2 separate regions of the Hermetia illucens genome follow, and region 1 is linked to region 2. Evidence: chromatin contacts called from public Hi-C data. All regions are on one chromosome and are shown on one strand. The core of a region is the stretch at or near the end of the contact, and the rest is flanking DNA. Distances in the headings are between cores, read along the strand shown. Region 1 holds the start of LOC119656158 (protein disconnected). Region 2 holds the start of LOC119655578.

Region 1 (6,368 bases), core at 1,290-3,789, 440 kb before region 2:
CCCTCGACGTTCTGGCCGTTAGTACCGATAGGAAAAATGCTACGACCAGTTAGACTGAGATCCTTGATTTTGACGGTGTTTATCTTTAGCCCGTCTCTGGTTGCCTGTCTTTCTACACCCAGAGCTATTTGGCCAAGGTGCAAGGGAGAATGCTTTTGTGCAATAACAGGTCGGTAGGCTTTTAGCATCTCCAGAATTCCCCTATTGCATAGAGTATTCCAGATACACTCCCTTTGACGCTGTCAAAAGTTTTCTCGAAATCAACGAAGAGCGGAGATCATGCCTCCAATAATATTTGACTCAAAGTTCCTTTGCTTCTCAAGCAGGAGAAAGCTTTATTGGTGCTCCTGTGGAGTCTTTAAACTAAATTTTCTTAAATTAGATAGATATATTAGATAGATAGATAGGTAATCTCTAAACTGTATAAAGACATCCCAGATTAAAAGGGCTCTCAAATTTTGATTAAAATTAATACCTAAGCCCCGAGAGAACACCCTTTTTATACATACCAAAGCTAAATAGTATAATCCCCAGAAAACATTTTTTTTCAATCTCAAAATCATAGTTCATTGCGCTTGTATGAATTCGGTTTACTAAAATAATTGAAAATTTTCATAGCCTGAAACTTTGTGCAGTTATTCAACTACAAACCGCATTTGGCTTTCAGATTTTCATCCCATAAACTTTTCGCTTTCACATTTCCCTAGAAATCGGTACTCTTACCTTTACTTGCACCTCATTTGCTTTACATCCCCTCCAATGAAAACTAGCCACTATCCAAGTTATTTAACTTCTAGCAAAGAAAAAAATTAAAGCCGATGGACTCTCATCTTGTCCCGAAAAACTGGGTCATCCATCATTAGATCTTTCGTGGCATATCCTTTTCCGTGAAAATTGTGCTAAAACTCCTGCTTATCGACGACGCGTCGTATCGTATCCCTTTTTGCGCCGTTGATTAACGATTGCCTCGACCGGCCCCCGGATAGAAATCAGGAAGGGGTGAAGAGAAAGCGAAGTCGAAGATTAAACGAACCAACGTATGATGAGGAGAAAGGCTAAGAACAAGGGAGCTCTTTAAGATTCAAGCAGTGGAGCATGGTTGAATGGATGACTGAGTGTTTGTTGGCTGGATCGTCCATGCATCATCCTTTGCGAGCGTACTTTAAGGTTCACGCAAACCAATTAGTATCGATTGGCCATCAACTGTGCCTGGCGAGGCCGCTTGATTTTGGGGGTTAGTTATTGGATGATTCTTGCTTTTGTAGCGCTTTATGGCTTGGGGATACTTCCTTTTGTTCGGGGTAAATATTTAGCCTACGTTCAAGGAGAACTCTGCTTTGTTTTTGTCTGTTTAAATGGTTTTCTTTTCAAAGAAAGTAGTTCAAATAGAACTAAAACTGAGAGACAAACTCTAGGACATACTAAGCTAATTTGATACTGATTTCGATCAATCACACACAACCTTTTCTGTATAATCTAGATAAGAGTTGTCTGGATATTTTAGATAAATTGACACTCATCAAAGCAGTTAGCCTATAATACGATATCTATCTTATGTGTATCAAATCATTCGATCCCAAAATATCCAGCGTTCTGTCACTCATTCTTGTCTCCCTTCACACTATTGGCTTAGAATTTTCATCGCCCACCCTTACCTAACATTCTATCTAAATACTTCCTATGTATCCAGTGCCAAGGAAAACCAAGCATGTACATAATATAATGCAGTGTTTCCTTTGTCACACCTAGGTCCCAGATGTCCTTGTCCTGTTGCCGTCCCCGTAGTCCTTCCCTCAATTGCTATCTCCGGGACACTGTCACCGAAATTCCCATCCTCCCGGCACCCAATGTCGCATTTGATTGGAGAATTATATTCAGTGCGACAAAGACGACATTTCAGTGAATCTGTTTCCTTCGCTCTTATTCAATCCAAGCTCATTCTATGTATACAGTTTCAATGTATTGGTTCAATGATTTCGAATCAATGTGACGCATTTTAGCCAATTCCCAGTTGGTCATAAGTCGCACATGTCACCAACAACAGAAAAGTGTCGTCCCACGATTTGTCGTTGGGTTGATGTCGTTGTAGAGTGGTGGTAGTTGATGTGCTTTCGAAGTACTCTATATTGAGGGTGGCTGAGACGCACAAATACTGAGATACTTTTATCATATCGTTAGGAAGATACAGCGCTACAGAAGAGGCTCTGAGGCTCTTCCTAACTCAGAGATACGAATGTATTCATCAGTTCACCAACACTTTGACTATGCTTTTATCTGAGTACAAATGGTGAGACCAGAGTTTAAGAGCATGAAACTTGGTTTCCCCTCCGAAACCAGCGACTGTAGCTCTGGGCGAACTACCTTACCTACCGCCTTCTCTCAACTTCTCTGACTGTCGCTATTACCCTGTGAAATCTGGTTTGAGTCTCACTCTTTCTACAACATGGAATCACATACCGAAAACCGGGTCCTATTTACTTCAAATTGTATTGGTGACATTTTGGCTGACACGATGACGGTAAGGTGACCGAAATGAAAAAACCTGAATTGGATTTGCGCTTGCTCTCCTCACGGATTAGTTCATTTCAGGTGTATGGGTTTTCTATACGCGTTTGTTATTAGTTAGTAGTGTTGGTTCTTTTGTTGTTGGTGTAGTGTATTGGTGACAAGAATATGACAACGAGTTTTTGACCAGATCTGGGGACGGTAATTCGTCGACCCATGCGGTGACATGGGCAGTTGTCTCGTACTTGTCGTTTGGTGCGTTTCAAGTGTATCTTATATCTGTAGCGTTGGACTGTATCTATCGTTTTTGAATATCGTACTATATTACTATTGGTGTAACATTTTTGAATATTGTGTCAGAATTTTTGAAGATACTGATAATCGTAATTACATAAATTTATCTTAATTTGACAAATACTAAACCGTTTTCGTTTAAAAATAAATCGTTTGTGGTGAAAAACTGTTTAAAAAAAGTGGGACTTTATGAACAAATATTGGTCCGAAATGAGTGGATTTTTTGGAAAAAAATATTTAAATGTGATTTGATTTAAAAAAAATAATAAATAAATTAGAAAAAGTTACTAAAGATATTAAGACAAATGATTTCTATGCGTTCGTGACGATAGTGAATCTGTTTCTGACGATAAACATTGCAGAAGTGAAAATTTAAATTCGGCGCACAACGTGGGTGAATTTTGCACTACGAAGGTATGTATCTGATTTTGTTTTGTTTTTATCTTTTTCAAGTGTTTAAAAGGTGTGATTGTGGGAAAGTGTGACCTAGTTGCTTGCGAGAGTATATCTTATTCATGTTTTGAATTTTTAAATGTTAAATAGTCTTAGCCCAATTTGGGGTTAATTTGGCCAGCATCTTTTTGAGTCCTAACAGAAGAGAAAAGTGGAAAATAAAATAAATGAACCTAATTTCTGGATAAAAAGCCCAAAAAAGAAGAAATACTTTTTGATTACCAATTCGTCCTTTGTAAACGATGCAATAATTGTAAATATTTCAGAGCTTTAAGGGATTCAACCTCCAATAACTTTGCTTCCTATTTTGCTCCTCAAAAAATGCGAGAAAGGGGCTTAACATTCTGTTGAGTATAATATTCGGATTTTAATTTTGAAAAGGAGCATAAAAACTGAAAAAATGTGTACATAAAGATAATTAATTTTTGGGAAAGATAGATCCCCTTTTTTCTTATTTTAGAGTATTGGGAAGTGAATTGTTAAAAACAAGTAGAAAGGAAGCACCCACATTGGAAATAATTTCCGCTTTTTATAAATTTTATTGAAAAATAATCGGCGATCACCGTGTCAGCTTTAGAAACATCCAAATTCGAGGATTTAATTAAAAACGCAGGATTAATATCCAAATTCAAGGTTGATTTCAAAATTAAGGCACAACTCGGTATCTTTTTTAGTTTTTTCTCTTTCGAATTTTGCCCTTAAACTACTTGGACAAGATAGTCTCGACAATTAGAAAACTCAAGTGTAGAATAGAGAAAATATTTGCACTGCTGCTCGACGGAAACTACTGGGGTAACATTTCGTTTCATTTGTTGTATGTTTGTCCTGCATAGGGTCGTAGAAAAAAAATCCGGTCCCGATGTGGAAACTATGTGAAAAATTGGGCACGGGATGAAAATTATATGGGTCCTTTTTTCAATGAAATTTCCGTGGGTTTGAAAGTCCTTTCGGCCCCCCTTGCATCACGCTTGGTTCCATCTATTGGAATTTTTAATTTTCGCCTTTATATCTTTTTATAAAAACTTTATTATATTTCGAACTGACATTTGCTTTTAAATCTGATGTCTGGTAGTGATTAAGGGCTGGTGTTGAACCTGTCGATTCAAGGAATTCCATTTGGAAGGACATGTGTAGGGTGAGACTACCTCGAATGTCTTGCGGAAATGTCCATGTGGGGTCCAAAATTTCATCTTCCAATAAGACGACTTGAATTTTGCTTTTCATTTCCTCCCTTCCTTGCCTTTATCTGTATCGCTAAGTTTTAATCAAATTCGCTGAGCTGAGCTCAGGCAAATGCCGTCTTTTCCCTGTAGAGTGACACGGAGATACCGGCTTATGCGGAATGAAGACATGAACTCTGACCTAACAGAAGGTGAATAGCTCTCAGGTTCCATGACAAGAATAGAGTCGGGGTGTGGGATTTCTGTTTGATAATCTGGAGCAAAGCTGGGATCTTCTAGGGTTTTTGGAATAACTCCTTGAATATTTGAAAAATATGGATTTGAAGGTGTTTCTATTGGAAGGAAAAATAGTTTCCTTTTTTTAAAGGGCGATTACCGTTTTCAAAGTTACAGCTTTCTTAGACGGTTCTACAAATAACATTCCAAATTGCCGATCTGTAATTCCCTACATTTCGATAGGAGGCATGAATGCTACACTCAGTAGAATTTTTTTTCTAGCGAAGAAGAAGGGCCGGGAGGTAAGCCCCTTAGTACCACTCATATAGGTTACCACTGCAACAAGTCCCTCTCCCCCGAATGACCTGTGGGATTTGATCCTATTTTTGTTTCTCACGCCTTAAATATTGGAATGTTTACGTTGACTTTTGTTAATTCCTATTTCATCAACAATAAAGAGCTGACTAGGAGCATTGTTTATTTTATTAAGTTGCGACCCAAAAATATTAAACAATAATTTAAGAATTCCCTAAGTGAACCCCATTACTTGACCGATAGATGCAGCTTGAGTTGTTCTGATAGACAATGAAGAATGTCTACTTAGAGAATTACTCATCAATGTTTTCAGTGATTTATTTAGTCTGTCTGAAATGGCGCTTTAAATTACTTTTATCGTCAACTGAAAAGTCATACAGCGAACATTCCCTAATCGTGGTTCCTAGAGTCTTTTCATCTAGTTCACTAAAATATGTGTTGGACAAGTTCTTTTTCAATATTCTCAGGAAGTGATCTGTCCTTTATTGGATTATTGGAACAAATTCAACTCGGTTTCTTACGTTTGCTATGTTGTCCTCTTTAGGGCTCAAAGTGGCTTTGACGTCTTGTGGTAACCCTGAAGCATCTAATGATAGCGGTGACCGTTTTTGACTCTTGCTGATCCAATCTGACAGAAATTTTCGAAGTTTTCTTTGAATTATCGTTAGGATTGACACCAACCCCCATTTAAGTGCTCCAAAGCTTTCCTTAAGTTGAAGTACCCTATACCAAAATGAGTAATATAATAGTGACGAGGCTTAGAGTTTCAGAAACTTTCCTCCAGTAACCCTAGATCCACTAACATGATTTACATTTGGTCAACTGAAAGGAGCGATCTTGATGTGGGTAGTCCTCTCGATCTAGTTAGCCTGTCCACGTAATGATGTAATGGACCTGCATTGACTGCATCTTTGCAGCAGTTTTTTTACTGGCAGCCAAAAGAACCTACTTCAGTTTAGAAAAACTGTTCCGCACAAAACGTTTCACCATAGGCTCAATGCTAGTCTTGAAGCATTTCTCGGAAACTTGGATTTTTAGCCTCCCCCTCTATACGAGGATGGACGATTCCGTAGCCCATATAATAATCTAAAGTGGGCGGAAAACCTTATCCTTGTGGGCGAGCATAAATCAGCTCCGCAAATCCATAGGGTCAATATTTATAATAGAAAAATTTAATGGGATCGACCAGTGCCTCAGATGGAATGATAACATAGTCCATGATGGCAGACAGCTATGAGGAATATTAAGTTGATAGACCTCGGCACAAAACAGCCCTAGACCGAACACCGACCCCTGCGTATCTTAACTCAAGATCTGGAACACAAAACTATGCCGCAGATATTATATATTCCGACCATTTACAATATACGACATGTACAGAATCGAACACTCGGAAGTTTCTTC
Region 2 (6,479 bases), core at 674-3,173:
ATATACATTTTTCCAAGCCCCATTTACGCAACACCCAGAACCACAGTATTTCTCCACAGTCAGGATTAACTATTTCACCTTACAGAGCTGATTGAATAGTTTATGAATGAACCTTTCCATAGTTTACTCACAAATTCCAGAGATTTATCGGTGGCTTTCCTTTAAAAATGATTTTAAACTTAAAACTTACAATAAACTAGTCAAAATGCACCGAAAAAGCCAGACAAGAGAGATTAAAGGCGTTAACCCAATGAAAATCAAAATTAAAGCCGCCCCATTCGGCTATGCTTTCGCTTCGGAACTAGTGTTCAATGCGAGCTTTTCCGTAAATTAAGAAGTTCATCATCTTCATAACTATTGCTCATCCTTCCGTTTTCCTAAATTTCCCTGAAAATCCGTTCCAGGTTCAACCAATCCAAGCCGCCAGGCAGTTCAACAACTTAATCATTTCGGCGCCCAATGTGAGTCAAAACTATACCAAAAAAGTTTGTTGCATTCAAAAATGTTTAATTCAAATCCGAGTGCAGAAATCTTCGCTTACAAAACAACTAAGTCATATCAAAATCCTTTTGAAGCTGAGTTTGGGAAAAAGTCGAATTTATCTAAACTCTTTCGCGTACATAAATTTACTGGAAAATGGTCCAATTTCTTTGCGGGACAACGATGTTGCATATACACGCTTTGTATATAAGAAAATGTCGCCTTTATTTTCCCATACGTGATTTCCACACGATGTCCTCCCACGATTTATTCTCCCTTATCCAGGAACATTCTCAATTTCATTAACACCCTCCGCGCGACAAAGGTGGTGGGGATTATAAATTGTTTGTCATCTCTTTTGCGTCGCCTGTTTACATGTGCTCTATGCGCCTCCATGCCATCCGTCCGAGCGTCACACCAGCACACAAAAAAACAATCCGCAGTGAGAACAGGGACAGAAACAAGTCGCATGTCCTCTGAAATGAGCCTGACTCGCGACTCTGTCTCCATTCACGTACTCCGGTGACGTCCCACAATCGGCAAATACACAAACAGTCAATGCGACACACTAACACTCGCCTCCCAACTCGCTCGTTCATTCGCTGATGTCGCATTCGAGTCGCTCACGTACTTCTGCCCATATTTCTTCCGTCTCTGTCGCGTTCGTGTGTCGCTTATCCGGCGCACACATTGTCGCGATACCCAGAGGTGGGGTGTAATCCCGCCTGTCGTTCCCACAGTCAGTGACTCTTGGACTCGTGTCCTTGGAGTGGAAGCAGTAGGCCAGATTTGTCACCGTCACAAGTGTTCGGCGGCGGGGTGGGGAGGAAGAGAGACTTCGACCCGAGGCACTTGTTTGGTTGGGCTGGTGAGGCTCGAGAATGTGTGCGTACTACTTGGGAGCTACCCCTCCGTAGGGTTGATATCGCCTGGGTTTTCCATGGTGTGTCTTCTCCGCTCGTCTACCGAGCAATGGTCCCGCAACATGAATCCCTGAGTGTGACAAAGGACAAATGCATTGATGGGAAGAAAGGTCGATGGAGGGTTTCGGCGAGTAACGTGTTTTCAAGTGTGAGCCTGCATTACCGATCAATGCTCTCTTTGAGAAGTTCTCTCTTTGTTGACTGATTTATTTACCAAGTTTCGCTCGGTAGTATGTGAACTGTTTGCTGCTGTTACTTCGAGCAAGGCGGGACCGGGGTGGGAGGGTACATGAGATTGTGGAGCTGATGGGTCCGTGTGTTGGTGTCAAAGGCGAATGCGTAGCTGTGTGCGATATGTCGTTGCTTTGTTGGTCGCGCTCGTTTGTCTCTGAGGTTGGAGACAACATTGTGGAGCTCGCTTTTGGGGACCGTCGTCGTGGATGAGCCGAGCGACTGCGAGTGTCGTTCGGGGCGCGCGATGCGGCGGGGCCTGAACCCCTCGGCCGCCCATGTATACTTCGCTCGCATACGCCCATTTGCATGTGTTTGTTGGGGCCGCTAAGTCCGGCGGTCGAGTCAAAAGAGTCGAGAGGAAGTCGCAAGCGAGTGACGCTGTTTCGTCACCGATGCCGTTCGCGTTGTCGTAATGCGGAGCCGAACGTTACTGCTCCGGCATTAGACGGACGCGACTGCCGCTTCTCGTGTTCTTTTTGGCCCCCGTTGTTGTTGCTGGCGCGGCTGACGGTGCCGTTGTTATTGTGTTGTATTGTGTTTTGTTGTTGCGCTAGTTGTTTTTGGCTGTGGCGCTTTAGTCTCCTGGATGCGGTTCGGTGGCTGAACGCTCAACGCTGGACGGGCGACACCTGACGCTAACGCGGACTGACTTTGTGTTGGCTTTTGGCTCTCTTCGCGCGCGTTGTCGTTGTCGTCGCCGTCGCTTTGGCCGCTGTCGTTCCCATTCACGTCCGCGTCACACTTGCTTTTGGTGGTCGCCGAATTGCGCTGCCGTTTGCGTTTTGAACGCAGTTCAATCGTTGCGTCCGCCTTGTGGACTTGTCCCGCGTTCTTGCCGCGTCAGTCCGCCATTTGTTAGGAGAGTCGGACGACATTATCGTTTTTGTCACCAGCCAACCAAATTGCAGACAATCCTCGGCAACTGATTTTTTTTCCTGTAGTGTCCCCCTACTGTCACTTGTAAAGAACTCCTGATCCCATTTGTGCGAGCGTTCACAGTTGACTATAATTCATCGTCGATTTCAACATGCAACATGTCGCATCCGCCTCCTGATGATCCGTGCCCCTAAGTTCGGGTGACATCCTCCGACGACGGTGCATCAGCCCCTCCCGCTGCCGGTCGAGGACGAGGACGAAACAGGAGACTGCCACTGTGCGGTGTCACTGTATTGCTGTCGCCATATCCCGGCATTGCTGTTGTCTTCTTCTTCGTCCCGTTGTTGTCGTCTTGGTCGCCTTTTTGTCGCTGCTACCGCCTCCCTGTTGCATCGTCGCCCGTTCCCATCGTTGTCCAGCTCGGATTCGGGCCTGCCGCACAACGCCTTGATCCGGTTCCCATTCTGTCGCGAAGTGTCATTGGTCGAGAGACGCTCCCAGCTCCGTGCGACTCAGTAAAGCACCCAAAGACACACAGCCAGGCATCCGGTCGCAGTAGCAGCCATTCGTCGAAATTGATACCGAGATTGCAGCCTCATTTTTTACTACTCTTGGTCTTTTTTTCGCTCGTCCCTCCAGCCTGAAATATTCAAAGGATCACCCGACCATCTCGACGCTCTGACCAGATCTTTACACCTGGGCGGTGTGAGTTTGCTTTATGCCTGTCGCGTAGAGTACCAAGGACGAGAACATTAAACGCGAGACCTGGTCGCAGGAAGAGACATCCCGGACAACGTGTAGTACACATTCAGGAGTTGCGGTCAACAATTTTTTTATGTCGCGCCGCGACCGGATTGACCCGATTCCACTCAACGACGAGCAATTAGTGCAAGGATTTCGGGTGTTTTGTGTGCGTTTTTTTTTTTGTCTTTCTGTTCGAGCCGCGCCAAATGAAATTATTACTGCCGCTCGGGTGAAAATTTCGGCAACGGAAAAACAACAAAGCAATCACGGAAAGGATGTTCTGGTGTTTCCTTCGCACATTCAAATTAGATGAGGATTTGAAAAGGATAACAGAGTTTATGGTTTTTGTCGCGTTGTTTGTGCGAATTGGTATGTTCGTGGCTTTACGAAATGTGCGCACAATGTGGGCGAATTTGTATGACAATTTTTTTCCCATTGAAAATGTTACGGAAATGAATGTTAAATTCTAATGAAAATTGAAATTATCTTTGAAAACGAATTGATGATCTTGAAAAATGATTAAGAAATGCTCAGTGAAAGTGGTCCTAAGATAAGCGAATGATAAAAGGATACAACGAGATAAAACTGAGGGATTTATTGCGAGAAAGGTAAGATTCAATTTTTGATTAACAATACGGAAGGAACGGATATATTTTGTATCCGCAATCCTTTTAAACAGTGGCATATCAAATAACTTTTTATCAGGCCCTTGCATTACATCCATAGAGTCAGTTATGTGTAGAAAAGATTTTTAAAAAATCATCCCTGGTAACTTGCGGTAACTCCTAGGCTTGGTCAAACCTAGGGCGAGTTATTCACAAACCGCGAAAGTCTCTTTGAAAAGCCTCAAATTATACAATGCTCCATTTCTTCACAAAAAAAATGTATTATATATAAAGCCTTTCCCATGTAGCTTAGATTTAGAAGTCTTAAAGAAATTAGAGAAATATTCCTTAGAAAACACATTCGGCCAAATTTCTTTTCCTATTTCTGACCGCCATATTTTAAAACCAATCTGTGACCCTCTGAGAAGAAAGAATACTAAAATACGATCATTTTTCATTGCAGTAGGATTACCTTTTGTTCTCAGGAAGATATATTTTAGTAGTTGGCCATGCTATCTAATTAGAACCAACCCAAGAAGACAATCTGAATTGTGAATACCTCCGAAAGCTCCAAATTTTTAGTCCCTTAATTGATTATCGGGCATCGTTAGGTAGACTGAATTGAAGTCATATTGGTCAATTGACAACTAGAGTTCTTACCGCTGCAACCCTCCATAGTTCGCTCCCATGGATATAGAAGGAATATTTTAGGGAATTTATTTGCGGTTGCAATTATGCGTCCCTTCCCGCTCCAGGCTTAAACGCTTGCAAGCCACATCCTCCATAATAATTCAGAAAAATTCCCCAGAATCGTTCAGGACGTGTCAAACTGATTTACCAAAATAATAATATACGAAATTACAATCTTCTTGTGTGAAATGAATGTGTAAAATGAGTGGCATATAAATTACGATGTTCCGGTGTGAATACCTTAATGACCTCCTGTGTGGACACTCTAACTATCTTTCTGTGTGAACACTTTATACAAGTTCCTCTCCCCATATTGATCTTCCTCTGTGGATACCCCAACTTAATTTGATAATGCGAGATAAATATCATGAACTACTTGCCCTACCTAAGGGCACTTTTATTAGTACGTTCGAATGACCGTCTTTGGTCTGCTCCACAAGGAGCAGAATTTATTCATTGTCCAAATTAATCTAACCCAAGACTAACGAGAGGGGGGTTGAAAAGGGATTCGCCCTGGGTCTGTAGTGTCTTCGAGGGCACAGAATAGGAAAAGCAGGAGGATTCCGAAAAATGAACACCCTGGACCCAGTTTTCCCACATAATTTTCGGATTTCTCCTATAAGGCCCTGCTCTAATCCAATCTTTCATTAGCTAATATGTATATCGCGTGTAAGACATAAGTTGTCGATACGGATAACAAGAAAAAAAATCAATAGATCCATACCGACGGTAAACTGTAACCCCTGAAGAATCAGAAGAATGAATACTACCAGAGAAATTGGGGTTTGTTTGTAACGTCTGGTCTTGCTGGCTGGTGCTGATAAAACATTAGAAAAAAAGCACCACTATTCTAATGAGAGATACTGTTGGTCATAGGAACATAGGACTAGGTACCAAAAGGACCAATATGATAAGTTAAGACAAGAGAGCAAGTGGAAAAACCAGAATTATAAATTGCTCTAATATCGTGTTTACATCTAGACTGGATCTTCTTTCGCAGTACTCCATATTTGTCACCTGCAATGTCTTAGACCACCGTCCAACATACTGGCCTCTAGATTTTCAAGCGCAGAGAAACGCTCCAGGTAAAGGAATGCCATCCCCGTAATCATTCATATTCATTTAAACTCAAAATATACAGCTCGGTCAACCATAAGCCAAAAACATCCATGACGAGTTGGAATTCGAAATCGACAAAGTGACACTGAGAGTCCACCGCACTCATCAAACATAATTTGCTGTATAGTAATAAGTTAATGGAAGTTTCTTCTGCCTAAGCGCGGCAGTTGATTGGCGGAAAGGTTTGTTACGGTTTTCCGCTCCGGGCTGATTCCACTCCAAAGGAGTGCCGTGCCCACATATTCGAGGAGGACGATCAGACCCGAGTCTACAAGGGACTCATGTGAAGGGACTCCAGTTATTTGCGGTTGCCCCCCTTGTGGGAGCATCATGGTGGTTGTGGTTCCACCCCTATCGCAGGCAGAGTTCCTTGAGGGCTCAAGCGTGGAGTTGCGTTCTACAGCTGCACTTAGTTGTACCAGTACCGATGTGCTATTCACGACGCAGCTCTGATTGCATTCTCCAAACCAACCTGTGTCCGAAGAGGATCGCGGAATTATGCCTACATTGCGGGTGCGCACGTTAAACCCCCAAGACCTAAGCTAAAGTTAAACTGCCAGCGACTCATGGTAAAGCGGAAACGGACTACTGAAGCGTACCAATCTTTTTAGAATGTACCGTTGTTAGGTAAGAATTAATGCAGATTAAATGCTAAGTTGGATTAAGTGGCCACTCAGCAAGCACTATATTATGCCATTTTGATTCAACAGCCCCCAGAAACGTTTCAATTGAAACGGATAGAAGAAATGGAATCCAATTCTGAGACTCAGCCGGTGGTATTAGCAAAAGATATCGACTCCGTTGCCCT

What was found. A called contact is a pair of places that touch in the nucleus more often than the background predicts.
Region 1: a Hi-C map of whole body shows a contact between it and region 2, with 10 times the contacts expected there. The contact joins the promoter of LOC119656158 here to the promoter of LOC119655578 in region 2. A contact is called at or near these places in 2 of 2 Hi-C or Micro-C datasets (an unstated tissue and whole body).

What each region holds. Positions count from the first base shown.
Region 1 is chr4:25,236,397-25,242,764 of iHerIll2.2.curated.20191125, reverse strand. LOC119656158 (protein disconnected) reads left to right here and starts at 2,539. Exons shown (of 2, transcript XM_038062495.1): 1 at 2,539-3,213.
Region 2 is chr4:24,794,074-24,800,552 of iHerIll2.2.curated.20191125, reverse strand. LOC119655578 reads left to right here and starts at 1,923. Exons shown (of 2, transcript XM_038061511.1): 1 at 1,923-3,865.